3 separate regions of the Danio rerio genome follow, and regions 2 and 3 are each linked to region 1. A link is a contact called in public Hi-C and HiChIP or PLAC-seq data. All regions are on one chromosome and are shown on one strand. Each heading gives the region's core, a stretch centred on a gene start, on an enhancer-like site or on the middle of the called end of the contact. The rest is flanking DNA. Distances are from core to core; before and after follow the strand shown. Region 1 holds the start of grpel2 (GrpE-like 2, mitochondrial). Region 2 holds the start of dnajc18 (DnaJ (Hsp40) homolog, subfamily C, member 18). Region 3 holds the start of LOC141380013.

Region 1 (4,441 bases), core at 37-2,536:
CTGCTCCATATACAAAGATTTTAGAAATTATAGCATTTACAAACACTTGATCAAGTTAATTATGGATATTTTGAGGACTTGGCGCATTTGAAGAGTGCAATTCACTAATTTGAAAATATTTTGTCCGTTTTTAGAAAATATAATTTTTCTCTTTCAGATCAAAAGTAAGTAAATTTGTTAAAAAATAGACAAAGAACCCCAATTCTAATTTTGTTCCAGTGTTTTAGGTAAACTGTGGCCACAATCATGTTAAATAACAAGTACTATATTTAACTATAAAGAGAGAAGAAAAATGCCCACAATTAATCAACATTTTCAAGTGTGGGTTTCCACTTTGGTTTGTATAAATACACATAAAGATTTTGCATAATGTTGTTAAAAACAATTAAATAACAAAAAAAACGAGCAAGCTACATAAAACACGCCATATAACCAATGTAATAAATTCTTACACCAGTAATGATGTTTAATGTAGGTTGAATTTGATCCAAAGGATCAGACGTGACTGCAAATGCCTAAACAATAGGAGGGCTGATAACATATGACCGGCTAGCATCAGTAAGACTCAAAGAAAATTAAGTATGCAATAAAAGCCATTCATCACCATGAGTAATTACAGGTTTAATTCGTGTAACGTAAATCTGTGAAAGCAAATGAGCCGTGGGATTGAGGATTACCCGAGTGAAAGTAAACACCAAACAAACACTTCTTTACAGTAAACAGGGGAAAGAGAATACGTTTTCCACAACATCCGACAGTGCCTTAGTGTATATTATAATAACAGTGTTGTTGTTATATTTATTAACCTGTGACTGCGGAGGATAAAGCGTGTACGTTAACATTTAAAGACACAGATGTAGCGTTACGTGTATAGTTTTTTTTTCAATGTGCCAGATGCGAGTGCTCGCGAAATCTTGCCAAATACCGTAAAACACCATTCAATCACAAAGTGACTAGCTGTTAACACATCTTGGCGTTTGTAAAGCATTTAACTGATATTGGTTGTATGTTTAAGTGTTGTGAGCTGTGGTCCCGGCTAAACCGTTAACTCGCTCGTTAGCCTGTTAGCAGCGGGGCTTCCCCGCAACACTTTAAACGGTCAAAATGACGACACTATAAACTAAAACCTAATTTTCCTCACATAAATCGCACACTTGTATGAATGTTTTTCGGTAAACGTCTTTTTACCTGGTGACCGCACTTGGTGTTAACCTGCACAGATCGATCGGATTTCTTCTCGTTACGGACAGAAAGCGCACGGCCATTTCCTCAGTCGAGTATCTGTACGGGTGGTCGGAGCGCGTGACATGCTCGGTGAGTCATGGTTCAGAATCAGTGAATCGACTCACTAAGCGACTCTAATGAATCTCTCTTTAAATGATTGTGCAAAAATAAAACAATACATCTGAAAATTGTTATTGTAAAAGCACAGAATTAAACGGATGTAGGTTTTTTTCTTAAGTGCCGTATTTGGCTGGTTAAATACTGTACTGGACAACACTTAATAATAATCTTCCTCACGGGGTTGTAATCCTTTTCTACACGTGCCCCAAAGGCAAAGACCACCCACCCAGATTCACAGGCAAGGCAACTCGGAGACCCCTGACATGAAGTAGCAGGTTTGGTAGACTGTATTTTATTTTACAAACGCGTCGCTATCACATTACGCATTAAACCAAAAAGATAAATAAATATATAAGCATATAATTTATTTAGTATATTTAACCTGTCTTATGGAACGGACCCCCTGTAGTAACCTCATGAATTTTTAATGGTCTGAGGACCCCAAGCTGACACCATAGATCTAGTTTATAAATTTTCACTATTTTCTCATTATGGCAAAACATAAACTCGTAAATTACAAACTTAAAGCAAGCTTATGTTTTGCAGTTATGCGGAAAAAAGTCAAAAAGTACTAAAGTTTTAAATATATAAATCTGCGATATTGACCTTTGACAAAGAACAGCAAGATGAAACTACAAGTATGTTAGAAAGCCAGAACTGTGAGAAATTTGCAATTGTAACTTATTTTCTTCTCAGTATTGAATAATATAAACTCCCAAATTGTTTGAAAGTAATTCCACTTTCGAAAGGAACTTTGTAACTTGCTTTTGTGAGTTTACATCTCACAATTATACAGAAAGAATTGCAGGTAGAAGCGTCAGAAGTGTGTTTTTACCAGCTCTGACACTTTTCCAACTAACTCAGATTTTATTTTTGCAATTGCGAGTATATGCATCAGAATTTAGTTTTATTAACTAGCAAAAAGGCTAGTCTGAGATTGATGTACACTTTAAAAAAGTCACAATTAACTATATTAAAATGTAGCAGAAAGGGTCTTCTTTAGATTCATGTAAACCTACCGCTTTGTTGCCTATTTCATAGCTTTCAGAAAAAGAAAACAGTCTATTTGAGGACAGGCCTGGTAGGACTGTGTGGCATTTCAAAAATGTGGTGGAGCAGCATTGTTTTGCAATGGTTAGTGGTTATTTTTGTTTTTAGAACTGCATTTTAGGAGCTGTATACTACATTTATAGGTTGGGGATGATTAAAAAAAATAGAATAAACTTTATTCAACTATTAGAATTACCATATTTTATCCATAACCTACAGAAGATAATGCATATAGTATTAAGTTATACTACTTACATAAAAACACACACACACACACACACACACACACACACACACACACACACACACACACACACACACACACACACACACACACACAAAAAAAATCAGTCTTTTTTTCCTTTGGATTGCAACCCATGGGGTGTTTACTGTATATATCAATAACATTAATTGTAATTTTTAATATCAATAGCATCACTTGCAGCAGACTGAATTTACAGCACTATGGTAAACTCTGACACCTTTACTGCATCACATAGCTGAAAAATAAATGTTTTTTAAAAAGATTAAAAAATCATACACAACTGAAGAAAAAGGATCATCTTCAAGTGGCGGTCTCTAAAATTAAACCAATAATAGTCTTGTGAAGTAAATATTGTGCCCACTACTACTATAAGAACTAAATAGGAAAAATTTACTGTCAACCGTCATTGAGGTTTGGTTGGTTTTACATTCACACATTTGGACTTTCAGCTTCTTAAATTTTTTTTTAAAGTTTTCTTTTGAAATTCTAAATAGGGAAATCTTATCAGCAACCAATGACTATTAAAGTATGGCATTGTTCAAAGTCAGTTTAATAGTGCTAATGTTGTTTTACTATCATTCTTACATGTGATTTCAGACCAAATACACAAAGTAGCATAGTAAACAATGTGTGATCAAATGTGTGATTGTAAAATCTACTTTACCTCTATCCAATAATCCTTTGCACAGCTTTTAATAATTAATTAATTAATTCCAGCCACAACCAAACACTGGGTAACACCTATACATTCTTGCATTCACACACAAACACACACTAGGCCAATTAAGCTTAATCAATTCACCTATATGTCTTTGGACTGTTTGGGAAACTGGCGGAAACCCACTCGAACACAGGAAGAACATGCAAATTCCAACTGACCCAGCCAGGCTGAAACCAGTGACCTTCTTGCTGTGAGGCGATCGTGCTACCCACTGCGCCACCGTGACGCCCAAAACTTTAAATCACCTATTTTAAATTCATCATCATCATCATCATCATCATGCTTCCTTTTAAAGCATTAGTGAACGTTTTGTTTCTATACAATTACAATTACGCCATGTTTCTATACAATTACATGCTTGAATGTATCTTAACTGTTGGCTTAAATACCTTAAGTGTGTATATGTCAGAATTATCAATTACGCTTGATAATATTAGTATACAGAGCTCCACAAAGCCATTTTTGAAAACACATTTATTACAAACATTCATACATTCATGAATTTTCCTTTGGCTTAGTCGCTTATTCTACCACAGCAGAATGAACCACCAACTATTCAAGGATATTTTTCCGGCCCTTCAAGCCACAGCCCAGTACTTCGAAACACCCATACACTTAAATTCACACATACACGCACACTTATACTTAATACAAACAATCACATCGATATTGCAAAGAACAACAACTGCAATGTAGAAAAATGATTATGTTCTTTAAACAGTTTTTATGTACAAAGTCAAAATAAATAAAATCTGCTCAATTAAGTGCCCTAGTGTTAAAAATGAACATCTTTAAAATGCAAATATTAACACTGTATCTGAGGACTGACAGAAATCAGCAGGAAAACCACATCAGTATCCGGTGGCAGTAAAAATGACATTTTTTTTTTTTTTACAGAAGTCGGACACTCTTTTTAACTTTTATATCAAACAAATAAATGTTTATAAAACACTTTGTTTCCTGAACATTCCCTTATCATTTTCATGCATCTTTTATATAACATTCAATTTTATTTACATCCAGACCACCATCAAACAAACGTTCAATTGTCCCCTGAAAAC
Region 2 (4,382 bases), core at 197-2,696, 160 kb before region 1:
AGAAAGTCTGAATGTACAAACATAAAACCAACTTTACTTCAATTTAACAAAAATCATTCATTTTGACTAACATTCATTCATTCATTCATTTTCTTTTCGCTTAATTAATCAGGGGTCGCCACAGTGAAATAATCCACCAACTTATCCAGCATATATTTTATGCAGCTGATGCCCTTCAACCCAATACTGGAAAACATCCATACACTCTCATTCACACACATACACTACGGACAAGCTTACCCAATTCACCTATAGCGCATGTCTTTAGACTGGTGGGGAAACCCACACCAACATGGGGAGAACATATAAACTCCACACAGAAATGCCAACTGATCCTCAAACCAGCGACCTACTTGCTGTGAGGCGATCGTGCAACCACTGCGCCACCGTGACGCCCCAATACAACATTTCGCCAGAAATATACCTGCGCAACATTAGATATAAGGTTTTATAGAGGTAAAGTTGGTTTTATATTCGCAGATTCAGACTTTCCCCTTAATAATATAATTTCATAAAAGTATTATTTGCAAACTCTAAATAGCGAGATCATATTAGCAGCCAATGACTATCAAAGTACAACATTGCTCACGGTCAAATAAACAGTGATAATGTTAATTTCAAGTCATACTGGCATGCTAATTCTGATTGAATATTCAAAGTAACATGGTAAACTGTAAAGAGATTCCTAAATGAACGAATGTGCGAATATAAAACCAACTTTACCTCTATTAAGGTTTTGTAATACAGTCACATTTGGGTGTACTACCCCTTTAAGAAATTTGTAAAAAGATGTAAATTCTGCAGCTTACCACATACATAAACAAAAAATGCATCCAAACTGGATTCACCGGACGCTAATTTCACAAGATCAGCCTCACAGCTTTTAAATCATCAAATGTCAGATGTTTTCATTCTCGAACCCATCATCAGCGACCCGGTGACAGATTATATAACACACAACATCCAGCGTCTGCACTTTCTATTTCAGCACACTGACCAAACACAGCTGATTTGTCAATCAAGCAGCACCAGCAGCAGGATACAAACCTCTGGCCCTGGTGCTCGGGTAGATCTTCTGCGCCTCGTACAGCAGCTGCAGGGCTTTCTCTTTGCGTCCTGAGCGCAAACACAGCTTGGCTTTCTCTATCAGCCTGTCAGACTCCTCTCTGTCCATCTCAAACATTGACATGTTCAGCAATGACACCTCAAACCCACATTAAATATCGTGCCGATGAGCTCAAAGTAGCTAAATAATCAAAACGAGGCTTATTTAACGGTACAGATGACTCGCGGTGTTGTTGACATGAAGCTAAATCGAGTGCGTTATGCTAATGCAACCACAACAATTTAAATTCCGATTTTAAGCATCCTCCGCTCACAAAACGGACACCTCTACGACGCAACCTAGTCGAATATGAATTTATTATCAAAGCAATTCATGTTTAATCCTAGACACCAGACCTGGCTTCGTCATTGCAAAATGTGCGAGAAAGACAGAAATGCAATACTGCTTGTAACCTCCATTGCTAACCGGAAGCAGAAGCGAAGGATGCGGGACTACAATCCAAACAGCCAATCGGAAGCTGTCGTTATTTTCCGTAAATGGAACGATGGCAGCAGGATAAAAAAATCCGAGGGTATGGAAGGTGAGCGGGGACAAATGTGGTCAAGACCCTACGGGCAAGACCTTTTATTTACAGTCTATGGGCGAGACAATGCAGGTGCAACGAGATTACATTTAAAATGTTCTATACTTTGTTTAAATATGTCAGTGGTGCTCTGTTTAATTTAATATGTGCTAATTTCCATCCATTTCTAACACAAAAATTGGTAACACTTTACAATAACAGTAAATGAATAATTATATATGAATATGTAAACCAATCATTACTTTATTATGAATTAACGAGTTAAGACATGTCCTAATCATGAACTAACTTTAATTACAACATGAGTCACGTGAGTTCATTTGTGAATAACGTCTGCTTTAATTACTTGTTAGTACATGTTGTTAATCAGTGTATTAAGTAACATTTGAGTTTAAGCAAAATGTAACCATAAACATGAAACAGTGTGTGGCATAAACTTTAAACAGCGCGGCGTAAACTTGAAACAGCAAAGCCTTTACGTAAACTGAAAACAGTGTTACATTGACTCGAAATAGTTGCATAGACTCGAAACAGCGTGATGTACAGTTGAAACAGCATGGCCTTGGCGTAAATTCGAAACAGTGTGTCAGACTCGAAACAGCGTGATGTAGACGTGAAACAGCGTGACATGGCCTCAAAACAGCCTGACATAGACTCAAAACAGCATGGCGTAAACTAAACAGCGCGGCTTAAACTTGAAACAGCGTGGCCTTGGTGTAAACTTGAAACAGAGTGGCATATTGAAACAGCATGACGTAGACTCAAAACAGCATGGCGTAGACTCAAAACAGCATATAGTTAACTTGAAACAGTGTGACATAGACTCGAAACAACATGGCGTGTGAACTCTAAACAGTGCAGCGTAACATTGCGGCCTAAACTTGAATGTTGTGTTCACACCAGACGCGGCACGCATGAATAAATCTCGCTATTCACGCATAAATAGATGCATCATGAACTTATGAGCTGTTAATGTATGTGTATGTCATGACTTTACTTGGAGGGGCACATCACCATTAACTCATCCTTGACTACTTTTGTGTTTACAGTGTTCATGTTGATGTTGACAGAACCCTTTTCTATTGTTATTCAGTGTAAACGAACTACAAGGATGTGCATAAAGAGATCATGAAGAGTTCCGCCCCATTCACACGGGGCTTCAGCATCAACGCTTGACAGAGGGCGTGTCTAAAGTTGGAGCAGACGCGATCGTCATAGCAATGCCAGCCAATGAAATTAGTCAGCAATCGGCTACTGGCTGAGGATTGGCTGATGCTGTAAAAGTTGGGAAAGTCCCAACTACTGCAGCGAGCAACGCTACTGAAGCGGCGCAGGTGGATCCACAATGCAGTTCGGCAACGCCTGACGTAACCCATTCAAAGTGAATGGGAAATGTTGACGCTGATGCCCCGTGTGAATGGGGCATTAAAAATAGGTTAATGATGATGTGCCCCTCCAAGTAAAGTCATGATATAATTCTACATTAGCATATAATGAGTTCATGATAGTTAAATTAAGCAGAAACTAATGTGGTCATTCATCCATTTTCTTTTCCTTTATTAATCAGGGGTCACCACAGCGGAATGAACCGCCAACTTATCCAGCATATGTTTTACGCAGTGGATGCCCTTCCAGCTGCAACCCATCACTGGGAAACAAACATATATTCAAACGAAAAAAAAAAACACTACAGACAATTTTAGCCTACCCAATTCACCTGTACTGCATGTCTTTGGACTTGTAAGGGACACCGGAGCATACAAAGGAAACCCACGCGTACACAGAGAGAACATACAAACTCCACACAGAAATGTCAACTGACCCAGCTAAGGCTCGAACCAGCGACCTTCTTGCTGCGAGGCGACAGCACTACCTACTGCGCCACCGTGTCGCCTAATGTGGTAATTATTACAATAATTAACAAACAACCATGTACTAACAAGTAAAGGTCTCTGTTATTCACACATCAACTCATGTGACTCACATTGTCGTTAAAGTTAGTTCAAAATTAGTGCATGTATTAACCCATCATTAGTTTATAATAAATGAATGTTTACTTTATATATTAACAAGTCATTACTCATGAACTGTTATTGTAAAGTGTTACTCAAATTTTTTTATTAAAAGAGATGCAAAGGTATTATATTAAATATAAGCCTTCAGAATATAGATGTGAATAAAACGTTTGGTAATGTGAGTGATGCTGAAGTGGAGATTTATGACCCATTTTGAGAAAACAGCCTTTAATGCATTACTACTGCAGTCTACAGACACAGACTGATAAAGTGTGGTAGAACTGAAGAAATCTATGAGGGTTCTTTTCTTTACATTAGACCAAAAAGCACATTATGAAAGGCAGATAATCTCGAAGTATGAATTTTGACAGCTTAAATCTTGGAGTTAACTATCTCTTTAACATGCAAATAATGTGGTTTTAACAAACCCTGATAAATAAGGGTTTCGGCTGAAGAACCCAATGTTCAACTTGTTTAGAGCATTGAAAAAATTCTCAATTTACGATTTATAGTCAACATTATGTGTTTCAGTAAAATATACATATTTTTTATTTAGTCTGTAAATTCTTGATGACATTTTTAAACCATTTAATAATAAAAAATTATTTATTTTTTGGCATTAAAAAAAACAAATAAAGTGCTTTTCAGCTATATTTATTTATAGTCACCCACCGACCACAAGGTGGAGCTCCATCCTCGTCCTGATGAGACGCTTGTG
Region 3 (4,142 bases), core at 894-3,393, 170 kb before region 1:
GTTTTCTCCAGCTCGTCCAGTGCAGCACCACGGTACTCCTTCTCAAAACTCTTATCCACGTAGTATGGCACACCCATGTGCTGAGTCTCCCTGGACACCACTAACCCCATGGACCTGCAGGATGGCGAGTATAACTATCAGGCGTTTTCTTCAAGCGGATGGTTTAAATCATGCATGATGCTTTACAGTTGACTCACGGTTTGTAGAAGAGGCTGTAGGGAGGGTTGGTGGCCATCAGCTGAGTGAACACAGAGATCACAATGAGCACCAGCACCGGCAACAGCTGCAGGAGAGGGGTGAAGTTGTTCTTCATGAAGAGAAAAAAAAAGAAAGAAGGTTTTTAGAGAGGCTTTGATGGCAATTTGGACATCAGATAAAAATAAAGAGTTAGGAAACATTAGTGAAAATTTGCAAGGAGGAAATGTAGGGATGTACGAGCGTCCACAGAAGGCTATTGGTTCATATGGTGAATTTAGGGCATAGGGTAAAATCTTTCGCCCTCACACTAAATACTCAATTGTGAGGATTTCACCGATATGAGAGTAATGTTTAGAGAAATATTCAAACATGTAATGCATGTTTTTCTCTCAATAACAAAATTAATATACAGCTAAAATTACAGAGTACAGAAAACAGTGGTTAAGAAAGCATCTATGGTGAGGATAATTGCATTAGATGCTGTAAATTGGCATTGTAAGACAAGTCATGTCAAATCACATACGTGTTTGTTTAAAAAGTTGTTTGCTTTAAATCGAGCAGCTTTGAGGGATTAAACATGCAAAAAATAAATAAAAATAATAACTTGCTGCCATGTTGGTATCAGCTGCTACATGCTATTTTTCAGTGACTTGGTTGCTTCAGTCAGTAGATTTTATTTATATAATAAAAAGTTGTCCATAGAAAAGAAAGGCAATTAATCAAGTTTTAGATTTAAATTTTTCAAAAAGGTAAGCTTTTAAAATAAAATCAGTTGTCCACTTTATGTGTTTGCCTTTGGTTTTTGCAATCATGCAGAAAAATATGGAAAAAATAACATATCGGCCTCTGAATTTAAATAGTTACAGGATATCTATAAAAAAAATCCACATCAGTGCATCCCTACAGAGCACGGAAATTTAGACAGTATGTCAGATCATATTTTTTCTTATAGAGAAAGTCTTATTTGTTTTATTTCGACTAGAATAAAAGCAGTTTTAATTTTTTTTAAAAACAATTTTAAGGTCAAAATTATTACCCCCTTTAAGCTATATATTTTTTTCGATAGTTTACAGAACAAACCAACATTATACAATAACTTGCCTAATTACCCTTTCATGTCTAGTTAACCTAATTAACCAAGTAAAGCCTTTAATGTCACTTTAAGCTGTATAGAAGTATCTTGAAAAATATTTATGAAAAAATTATTTACTGTCATCATGGCAAAGATAAAATAAATCAGTTTTTCGAATTGAGTTATTAAAATTATTATGCTTAGAAATGTGTTGAAAAATCTTTTCGGTTAAACAAAAACTGGGGAAGAAATATACAGGGGGGCTAATATATATGTATAAAAATCAAAATTGTAAAATCTAAATTATTACTCAATATTAATATTCCTCCTATAAATATATTTTTTATTTCTCAAAAATTTCCAAAATTATGTTTAACAAAGCATGGAATTTATCACAGTATGTCTGATGATATTTTTTCTTCTGGAGAAAGTCTTATTTCTTTTATTTCCGCAAAAAAAAAATTTAATTAAAAACTTTTTTTGAATTTTTTACAGAATTTTAATAATTTAATATTATTAGCCCCTTTTAGAAATATTTTCTGATTGTCTTCAGAACAACTGTTATACGATTATTTACATAATTACAATAACGTGCCTAAGTAACCCAGTAAAGCCTTTAAATGTCACTTTAAGCAGAAAACTACTATGTAGAAACTTTTCTAGTAAAATATTATTTACAGTCATTGTAAAAGAGGTCGGTGGGCTGAGCCCAGAGCTGGACACGAGCTGTGCTCTCTCCTCACGCGTGCATGCTGTGACATCACGAACAGACTCCTATAGAGCTCGTACTTGATCATGCGCTGATCACGAGCACAGGCAGCCAATCAAAACGCAGCTTAGGTCTGCTGTACATTGAGACTGTTAACTGGTTTCATTCTGATCAGACAGAGAGAAAGGTTGCATGCTTTGCTTTCCGCCTAATTCCAGTCAGTTTTGTGTGCGTCAATGATGAGAAGTAAGTGTTTATGCATCTTTTACATACCTGTTACCACTGTTTTATCATTATAGTATTGTATTGAGATTATTGATTTATGCGCGAGCTCGTAAAGAATCGCGGACTGCCGCGGCTAGTAGTAGCGATCTTTTATGTAAATATAATTGCTTTAAATGATAATACATACATCGCCTATTAAATCCATGCTTTTTGTTATATTTCCGCCTAAGTTAAAAGCCTGTTAATAGTGAGAATTATTATTTATATACGTTTATCTGCCTTGCTTCATCTGCTTTGCTCATGCATGTCAGTTATAAATGTATATTGTAGTTTAATGTTGTGTATAAGTATTTCCACTTGTTACTGTTATCCTTATTATCTAAATTTACTAATTAATGTATATTTTCTTTCCTTTGTTTAGACCACACACACACACACACCAAACACATACACAAAGTGTGATGGACAATAAAGAGCTTTAAATGGGGTTCAAGTCTCCGTGTTCTTACCGGCACTCCATGGCGACGATCAAATTCACCTAAAAAACAGCTAACTCCTCTACAAAATTGGTCCTTCGAGCCGGAGCTGGTCGTTACCATGGCAACCCCAAAGTCAGCCCCATCCTCTTCTCGACGTCCACACAGAGTGATCCAGAGACCTGCCTACTTAGATGACTACATAGTCAATTATGCTGGAAACCCATCTAGCCATCCAGTTGGACCTAAAGAGAAAGCAATAATGACGTCAACCCCCATCACTACTAGTCAATCATATGGAACTGCTGGTTCATCAGAGGACTTTATGCAGCAGATGATGGAGATTACAAAACAGCAAAGTGAGACAGCAAGGCGCCAAACAGAGCTCTTGGAGAAAGTCCTGCTACACAGTAGCCTTCAAGCATCCACCCCCTCCTCACGAGCATCATCACGGCATCAGACACCTCGGACCCGAATCCTGCAATCAGTGGAAAAGGGACAGCCGACATCTGAAGTAAGCCCTGATGTTGTTAGAATACAGTCCTCTCCCTGGCCACTGCCTAATAATCCCCCAACTGTGGAAGAGCTTTCTCAGTCGCTGAGGAAAACCCACCTCAGAGACACTTATTTCCAGTCACCTCCACCTGTAAGCAGAGAAACCACCTTAACGTCACATCAGTATGCCACACCCTATAGCAGCTCTCCATTAGACCAAATTAGAACCCATCAGCACAACCAAGCAGAGCCATGGACTAAACCACTGCCTCCTCTCCCTGGACAGCAACCCATCCAAACCACCCAGCCACATTTCTATAACATACCACCTGCAGCTGTCCACCCAGTACATAGCCGGTTCGTTTCAGTGACTGAGCCAATGCCACAAACGTCATACCAAGCTACATCTCAATTTAGGGCTAACACTGTACCCTATGCACCTCCTCCTCCCTCATACTGGAGTCCAACAGTGGAAGGGCCCACCTTTCCAGATTTTTACAAAGAGGACAGAGCTCAGTATGTGGAACTTAGGATGGCTTTGGATAATTTGCTCCACCCTCAAATACCAGAGAATTATAAGTACTCCATCCTTCTGAAGCATGTGAAGGTACCTAATGCTCACAGACTAGTGTTAGCACATGCGGAATCAGTCACTCCTTACACAAATGCCCTGCAAGCCCTCGACAGGAGGTATGGCAGGCCCTACCAGTTTGTGCTGAGAGAAATAGAGACATTGGAGAACCTCCCAGCTATTCGTGCTGGTGATGAGCGGGCATTCGATGAGTTTTCTCTCAGAGTCCAAGCAATAGTCGGCATGCTTAAAGCCCTCAAGGATGATGGTATTGAGGAACTGCACAGTGGGTCAAATGTTAAACGACTGTTGAACCGTCTTCCTCGATCACAACAAACTGAATTCAGGAGGCATCATCTCAAGAGAAACCCGGATAAGACAAAGTTCTCTCTCCTT

Evidence for each region. Hi-C and Micro-C count contacts between places; a contact is called where the count stands out from the background. HiChIP or PLAC-seq counts read pairs in DNA pulled down with a chosen protein or histone mark.
Region 2: a contact with region 1 is called in a Hi-C map of an unstated tissue, with 3 times the contacts expected there. The contact joins the promoter of dnajc18 here to the promoter of grpel2 in region 1. A contact is called at or near these places in 2 of 18 Hi-C or Micro-C datasets (embryo and an unstated tissue).
Region 3: a contact with region 1 is called in an H3K4me3 HiChIP or PLAC-seq map of embryo, with 2.7 times the contacts expected there. The contact joins the promoter of LOC141380013 here to the promoter of grpel2 in region 1.

What each region holds. Positions count from the first base shown.
Region 1 is chr21:33,062,013-33,066,453 of GRCz12tu, forward strand. grpel2 (GrpE-like 2, mitochondrial) reads right to left here and starts at 1,287. Exons shown (of 4, transcript NM_001288663.1): 1 at 1,189-1,287. The coding sequence starts at 1,265. It also overlaps a transcript of afap1l1b not described here.
Region 2 is chr21:32,906,042-32,910,423 of GRCz12tu, forward strand. dnajc18 (DnaJ (Hsp40) homolog, subfamily C, member 18) reads right to left here and starts at 1,447. Exons shown (of 8, transcript NM_001113588.1): 1 at 1,048-1,447. The coding sequence starts at 1,189. It overlaps LOC141380016 (a long non-coding RNA gene), which reads left to right and starts at 1,586. Exons shown (of 4, transcript XR_012397242.1): 1 at 1,586-1,721; 2 at 3,217-3,550.
Region 3 is chr21:32,889,280-32,893,421 of GRCz12tu, forward strand. LOC141380013 reads left to right here and starts at 2,144. Exons shown (of 2, transcript XM_073935984.1): 1 at 2,144-2,225; 2 at 2,626-4,142. The coding sequence starts at 2,802. It overlaps dnajc18 (DnaJ (Hsp40) homolog, subfamily C, member 18), which reads right to left. Exons shown (of 8, transcript NM_001113588.1): 6 at 198-307; 7 at 1-114.